2 separate regions of the Columba livia genome follow, and region 2 is linked to region 1. The links are chromatin contacts, called in public Hi-C maps. All regions are on one chromosome and are shown on one strand. The core of a region is the stretch at or near the end of the contact, and the rest is flanking DNA. Distances in the headings are between cores, read along the strand shown. Region 1 holds the start of BCL2L14 (BCL2 like 14). Region 2 holds the start of GPR19 (G protein-coupled receptor 19).

What was found. A called contact is a pair of places that touch in the nucleus more often than the background predicts.
Region 2: a Hi-C map of crop shows a contact between it and region 1, with 4 times the contacts expected there. The contact joins the promoter of GPR19 here to the promoter of BCL2L14 in region 1. A contact is called at or near these places in 2 of 2 Hi-C or Micro-C datasets (crop and liver).

The regions. Positions count from the first base shown.
Region 1 is chr1:140,662,294-140,665,847 of bColLiv1.pat.W.v2, forward strand. BCL2L14 (BCL2 like 14) reads left to right here and starts at 2,009. Exons shown (of 6, transcript XM_021298405.2): 1 at 2,009-2,236. It overlaps LOC110364704 (a long non-coding RNA gene), which reads right to left. Exons shown (of 4, transcript XR_010466810.1): 4 at 2,231-3,554.
Region 2 is chr1:141,060,525-141,063,730 of bColLiv1.pat.W.v2, forward strand. GPR19 (G protein-coupled receptor 19) reads right to left here and starts at 1,373. Exons shown (of 2, transcript XM_021298419.2): 1 at 690-1,373.

The DNA of each region.
Region 1 (3,554 bases), core at 759-3,258:
ATATATTTTCCTCGGCAGGCAAAACAGTGGGAGGAAACCAAAGAAGAACAATGAAGCAAAAATAATTAAAACCCATTAAAAATATATTGTATTTTATCTATCAGAGTTTCCCTTTTACATCCATCTTGCCACCTCTTGGGCTGTTTCCAGTTCTGTTTGTTTGAAAAACCAACTGCCAAAATGAAAAAAGATGTCCTGGTCAGAGCCACCTTTCCCTTACACCCACATCTGCCCAGGCTAGCTGTAACATGCTTAGAAATATCCCTGTTCCTAATATTGCTCTATAATGCACAAAGTCAGGTCCCTCCACCCAGAGATTTTAGGAACCCAGAGCTCCAGCCAAGGCAGAAAAGTGGCTACAGCTTTTCCAGCGTGCAGCCAGGGCTGATGATTTGCAAACACAAACTGCCACACGCTTTCCTAAATACCACCAGGCATTTAAAATAATCCAGGTATTTTGATTTCTCAGCAGTTTAAAATGATGGCCAGAATGGTCAGTCTCAAGGGTACTGGGATATTCTGGGTTTGAGGTGGAAAACAGCAGAAAGTGATGGAAGTGATGGGCTGGATGAGCAGCTGCGTGTTGGGAAGAGGTCATTGCTCCATGGGTAGCGACGCTGCCTCAGCCAAATCAAATCAAATCAAAGCTTGGCATTGCCATTGTATTTCAAAAGTTATGGAGGGCTGTACATCCAGCTCTTGTGATAAGGTCAACATGAGTGCAGAGCAGAAAACAGCCATTTTTTGCCTGTTTTGTCATAATATAACACAGAACAACAACCTAACAATTTCTATAGTAATAGAATAGAAAAAATAGAGCAGAATCTATATTAGTTTGTTTTTGTCAGTCCTCTCACTTTCTTACTGGCGCTATAAAATACAAATTTGCACTTTTAAAGGGGTGGTTGTTTAGGTCTCTTTTCATGCTTCCAGCAAGCTAACCTTCCCTTTTCTGGGCCTCAAACACTGTGCTTTTTTTTTTTCCCTCTTGGTGTTGGAGAAAGTATATTCTGCATTGGGGTATGGCGTATGTTTGAAAAGAAAACGAAAACTGAAGTTTTTGCAGTCCGGGGAATTGACAAATCGTTAATAATCCGTAACACACAGGCTTTCCATCTGCTATTATTGCTCTCAGGTCAGCTGGCCCTAGGAAAGCAGGAAGGAAACAGAAAGCTTCAGTGAACACGAACAAAAAGCTTCTATAAGCCTGCAACGTATACGTGATCTCAAAGCTGCTATTCCCTGGAAAGGCAAGAGTTGGCTCTGCTTACATTTCTGTTTCTGCTAGTAAATTCCTTGCTTTGCAGGAAAGGCACCAGACAGACCTTTTCCATACAGTGGTCTCAGATGAAGGCACAGCCTCAAGTGCTTTTGTGCCTGAGAAGGGATCTCCCCCGAGTCAGAAACCACTGTGTGTCTGCTAAAACTCTGCCACAGATGAATGTAAACGTTCACCCTCTTTTGGCTCTTTCTTGGGCCTGAGGCCCCTCCTAGCTCATCACTTCGTCTACAGGCTTATTTTGAGAATGGAAGATCACTGGCATGGTGAAAATCCCTCTTAAAATGGGTGTGTGCTTCTGACTTGACTAACTTGGGGTTAGTTATATGGTAACGAAATCACAATTTCGGTTCCATGAGTTACAAGAGCAATACCATGTCACTGTTGCAAGTATCTTACTGATCTTATCTAATTAACGTTTAACATGATTTTAAAAACAATAACGCAATGACACATGAAAAAACATGGATTAATGTATGATTGATTATAGAAGAAGAGGTGTAACTGTTTTCAAAACACTTAAAAGAAAACCTTCCTGTATCAAAATGATTCTTTGATTTAACCTGTACCATGGAGAAAGAAAAAAGAGTTTGGAAGGAAAAAAGAGAAAAAGCACTTAGCAAGAAGAGCTAAGGACTTTTTTCCGCTTGCCTAGTGCACTTCTGAGAAGTCACGTGCGGGAGGAACTGGCCCTACCCTTTCTGCTTTTCATAAGCGAGCTGATATGTTTGAACATTGTTCTCATAAGGAAGTAGCCCTTCCTAGTGAAAGCTCACGAACACGTGTTTTGATGAAAGACTGAAAATATTAAAGAAAATAAGTGAACTTGAGGTTTCTGAAGGGAAGAACTGTCCTTGCAAGGCCAGCTCTAGCAAAACAAGCTCAGCTACTGGAAGAGAAGGAGAAAGAACTGAGATCTGTGATCACCCAGGGTTGCTGGTGCAATAGACCTGGAAGGTAATAAAAACTCCTTTTCTTTTCTGAACTTGGTTTCTCTTTTATAATGTTTCGCTGTCTATAATCCAGCATGAGAATCTCTGAATTTTATTTGTATATGGATTAAGCAGCTATATTTATCATAGGCAATTTATAAACCAAGCAAGGCACTTTCAGGTTTAGCTGTGTTGTCAAAAAAGGAGGGAACTGCCCCGGGATTTTGGGAGCTACCATACAAGCTTTGCCACTGTTGGCTGTATGCTTTTGAAAGAAGAGATTGACACATCTAGCTGAAGAGAGCATCTGCTAACCACCCTACAGTTAGTCATGGAGGGCTGAATTTAAAATTTGGGACTACCCCAGTGAATTCATGTAGACTTCCATCCTTACCACCTGGTTCTTACAGATCCACCCAGTCCAAGTTAGGCGGTCACCTCATGCTGGTAAAATTCCTTCATTTACCACCGAAAGAAACTCTAACCTAAGCAATAAATGGTGGAGGTGATTCAGCAGGTGACATGCTCTCCCAAAATCATCAGTAACCAGTTCTTCCCTTTTTGCTCCCAGATCTTTGCTGCACAGTGGCAGCCAATTCAGTGTACTGGAGACCATAAATACATTCCTTATAATTTCTGCTGGTGCTAAAAGCCAAGCGGTGCATCACTTTTCTTCTAGACACTGAGTCTTTGGCAGCCTCTCAGCTTTGAATATGGGAAATACTTCTGGACAGCTGCAGACTAGCAGACACCTTTTCTTCTGAAAGACATGCATCAGCATAACCTTTTTATATAGCATGTGTTGAATTTGTTGCACAACAGTGCTCATGAAAAATCTGTTGCCACTAGGGATGTTTTCCTCAGCATTCTAGTGTAACCCTGCCTTCGCTAATTATGTTCTATCCTATTTAGTTAAGATTAAATAAGGGGCGCATAATCCTTCAGTTTGCAAATTATTGCTTTCCATCCTAGAGGCAACTGTATTGTGGTACCACATGGAGAGGTCCTTCCTGGTGGGCTTGTCTGTAAATCCAGTTTTCTACAGCATCTGTACAGTTTAAAACAGTTCAGCCTCTCTTGCACAGACAACACCTATCCATTAAGGGTTTTATGAGAATGACTGACTCAATATGTACAAAACAGTTCCTCAGGGAAGTGTGTTGCTTACAGAGTAATGAAACCGGGAGACCCGTGATGGTTCTGCTTCCCTCCATGAGAACTATCAGTAAATTAGGGCCAACCACCTAGAGGAAAGGATGTAGCTTGAAGATCCAGGAGAGGAATCTTGGCCATTGCTTCCCCTTGCACAGGAGCCTCCCCTACCACAGGCACCAGTCTGTTCC
Region 2 (3,206 bases), core at 123-2,622, 400 kb after region 1:
TGAAAAATACTGCTATGCATTCTTAGAGAGTATGCGCGTGAATTAGCAAAAGCAGAATAGCTGTCTTGCCTCTGCTGGCTACAGATAAGCAAAGATTACTATGCTTGTGGTGTTTCCCTAAGTAGCTGCATCCAGGCATCAATGCAGAAAAAAGGGAGACAATGCTTTCAGAAAGGCTGATTTCAAATTAATGACTGAAAAATACAAAAGCAAATGTTTTAGTGCAATAACATGAGGAAGAAAGAAGCTGTTTGAATTTACCTATAGAGAAAAAACAAAACCAAAAACAGATGGGCAAATGGGTCTGCTCCATCTCAGTAAATGTAATTTTCTGCTTTCATCAAACTGATCATGTTGGGTGATTGTATTAAGACATGTAAGTGGCATAATTGAAAAATAATTAATATAGATATTTAGAATGTAGATTTGTGCAGAAAATATAGATTCTTATTCTGTAGTAATACTACACACCTCTCTGCTTTCAGCAAGTTCATCTTAAAATTCAAGCCCCACAGAGCATTTGCTCCTGAGGAATGAACCCTCCTTGCTAAACCCCAAGGATTTTAAAAGCACGTAAAGAAATACACAGAAGACAAATTACTGGAAAAGATCACCTTGCTTGTCTCTGCAAAGAGAATTATCCCTTTAGCCACAGTACGGTTCAGCACAGCACTTAGCCATCCACATACCTGCTCCAAAGCTTAATCCCAGAGGCGCTGGTTTCATCCTTTCTCTGTTTGTAATCCCAAGTGAAGGCACCCCTGGGAAGGTGTCAGTCATACTGGAATCCACGGAGTATATTCACATCAGTAGCTGCCTCTGCCCGGATATTTGCAAATCTGGTTGAAGAGGAGTGATCATTCTACCCCCCTTCTTTGACAGAGGAAAAAAAAATGACGTTTCGCAGGGCTGGCTGCTGCCATCAGTTTCTTTCTGTGTCATGTGGGATGCAGATCATGTGGCTGTCCCCTCCTCAGGACCCCGCCGCCTCGGGCCTTCCTTTCTCCCGCATTCTTTCACCTCCCCGCACCCTGCGGGATGTCCCTTCCCCGCCCCGTCGGGGCTGGGCGGTGCGGGGCCCGTCAGCACCACGGACAGCGGCGCGGCCCCCGCCCGTCCCTTGAGCCCCGACGGGACGGGCACCAGGCTGCCCCCCCAAAACCGCGGCGGGGCTCCCCCCGGCTCGGCCCTTCGCAAGTCCCCGGGGGCAGGGGAGGGCAGCCCCGAGGGGCAGGGCCGCCCCTCGGTCTGCCGCGGGATTTGGCTGCCGGCGCTGACGCCCCGGTTGCTATGGCGAGGCGCGGCTGCTAGAGCGGATGCTTTTCTTCCACCATGGTCACCATGGGTCCCTGCCGACTGAAAGAGACGGAGGGAATGAATAAGGAGAGGGAGGTGGAGAGAATATTTAATTAGCTTCCTCTGGGAATCTGTGTTTTTTTTTTTTTTTAATTCCCATGAAAATACTGAAATTCATTAAGAAAAAAAGAGATAAATCAGACTGTTTGTTCCCCTCATTTAGCATTGGGCACCTTTATTATTATTATTATTATTATTATTATTGTTGTTGTTGTTGTTGTTGTTGTTGTATGGGGAATGGCACTGACACCATTTCCTCATGCTCTCTGTCACACGCACTTTATCAAACAGGGCAAAGTAATAACAGCCCTCCCCAAATTTCAGCAAGAGGTCTCTCACAAACGTTTGTCCCGCAGAAGTACAATGGCTCCCTAAATTATATTATGCCGTAAGCATAAGGATGGAATGTATCAATTTAGTCCTGACAAACTTTCTACTTGTGAACTAACCAAGGAAATTGTTTGGTGCGTGGATTTCTGCTATCTCAGGATTTCTCATTAGGTACAAGGGCAAGGTGAAACAACAAAGGTTGACTCGAAGGCTGGATATTTTCCTCAATTTTTCAGGGGAGAAACCCAAGTATATATTTATATTTGTTTTTGATTTAATTTCTTTAGGGTAGTGGAGGAAAAGTGCAGTTGCTTATTGAAAGTTACTTTCAAGGAAGGACACTGAAATAAACAGGGTTTCTTTTAGAGTAATTACTGCAGTATGGTTTAATTTCCTATATGTTACATTTTTAAGCTGCACTGCATGCAGTGGAGCAGGTAGCCCAAGAAACAAGTAAGAAATATGGAATAACTTCTATACAAAGAATGGTTCAAATAGACTAGGATTGTTTTACCTGGTTAGAAATGGGTAAGGTGTGGGCAGATTTGGTAGAGTGAATGACACAGGGAGTGTGACTAGGGACTGCCTGTCCATCTTCCAATAGAAGAACTTGGAAGAGGGCATCAGATGAAGGAACCTGGCTCAGAATACGCAGAAGGGTTTGTTTCCTTGAAGTGTGGGGGTAGCTCTATGGATCTTCTTGCCAAAGGATACTGTAGGTGCTGAATTTCATGTGAATTTGAAGGAAGATTGAAAAAAAGTGTTTGGAATAGTGCTTAATAGATCTAAACTGTCCTAAGCCAATAAGCCACATTGCTTTCAGAAAATCCTCTGAATTCAGGACATTTGGAGGTTGGGAGAAGTCTTGGCGAAGGTATTGTACTGGGATTCAGGAAAATATATGTCTTTTAACCAAGGCAATAATTTTATAAAGTTTAAGTCGGGAATGTGGCTTTCCAAATATATCTACAACATATCCCTGTCCAGTGGCAATAGTAATGGCAGCTTGACCATGCACCAGCTTAATTTCCAGATGTTTCACTCTGTGTTTCAAACTTTGCTGATTTTTCCCAGCAAATTTCTCGTTTTTACTGTTTTCCTCCTTGTAACTGTCAGTGTCAGAGGAAGATAAACTTTCACCTTCTTTATTAGTTTCACTGACAGTGAAGGATGGTGAAGGAAGGTTACCTGACACCTGTGTTGATGGAGAATTGCACAGGGAAATGGAAACTCCTGGGCTGACTCACACAATTGTTCTTCTAGTTTAAGGATGCAGCTTTGGCAGTGCTAAATGCACAAAGTTTTGGAAGAAGGCCTGAAAACCTGACAGTTGTTTTGTGAATTCTCTTTCTTGCCACATAGACATAAGGATCAAGGCTTGAAATATGTAGTGATATTAGTTTCTCATGAGCTTAGCTCGCATTATCTACCCTCGTGGCTGCTGAATTAATCAAGCCTTTATAAAATCCATGTACCTCATTTTGATATTGATAAACTGGAAGTGGGGTGAGGATATACAC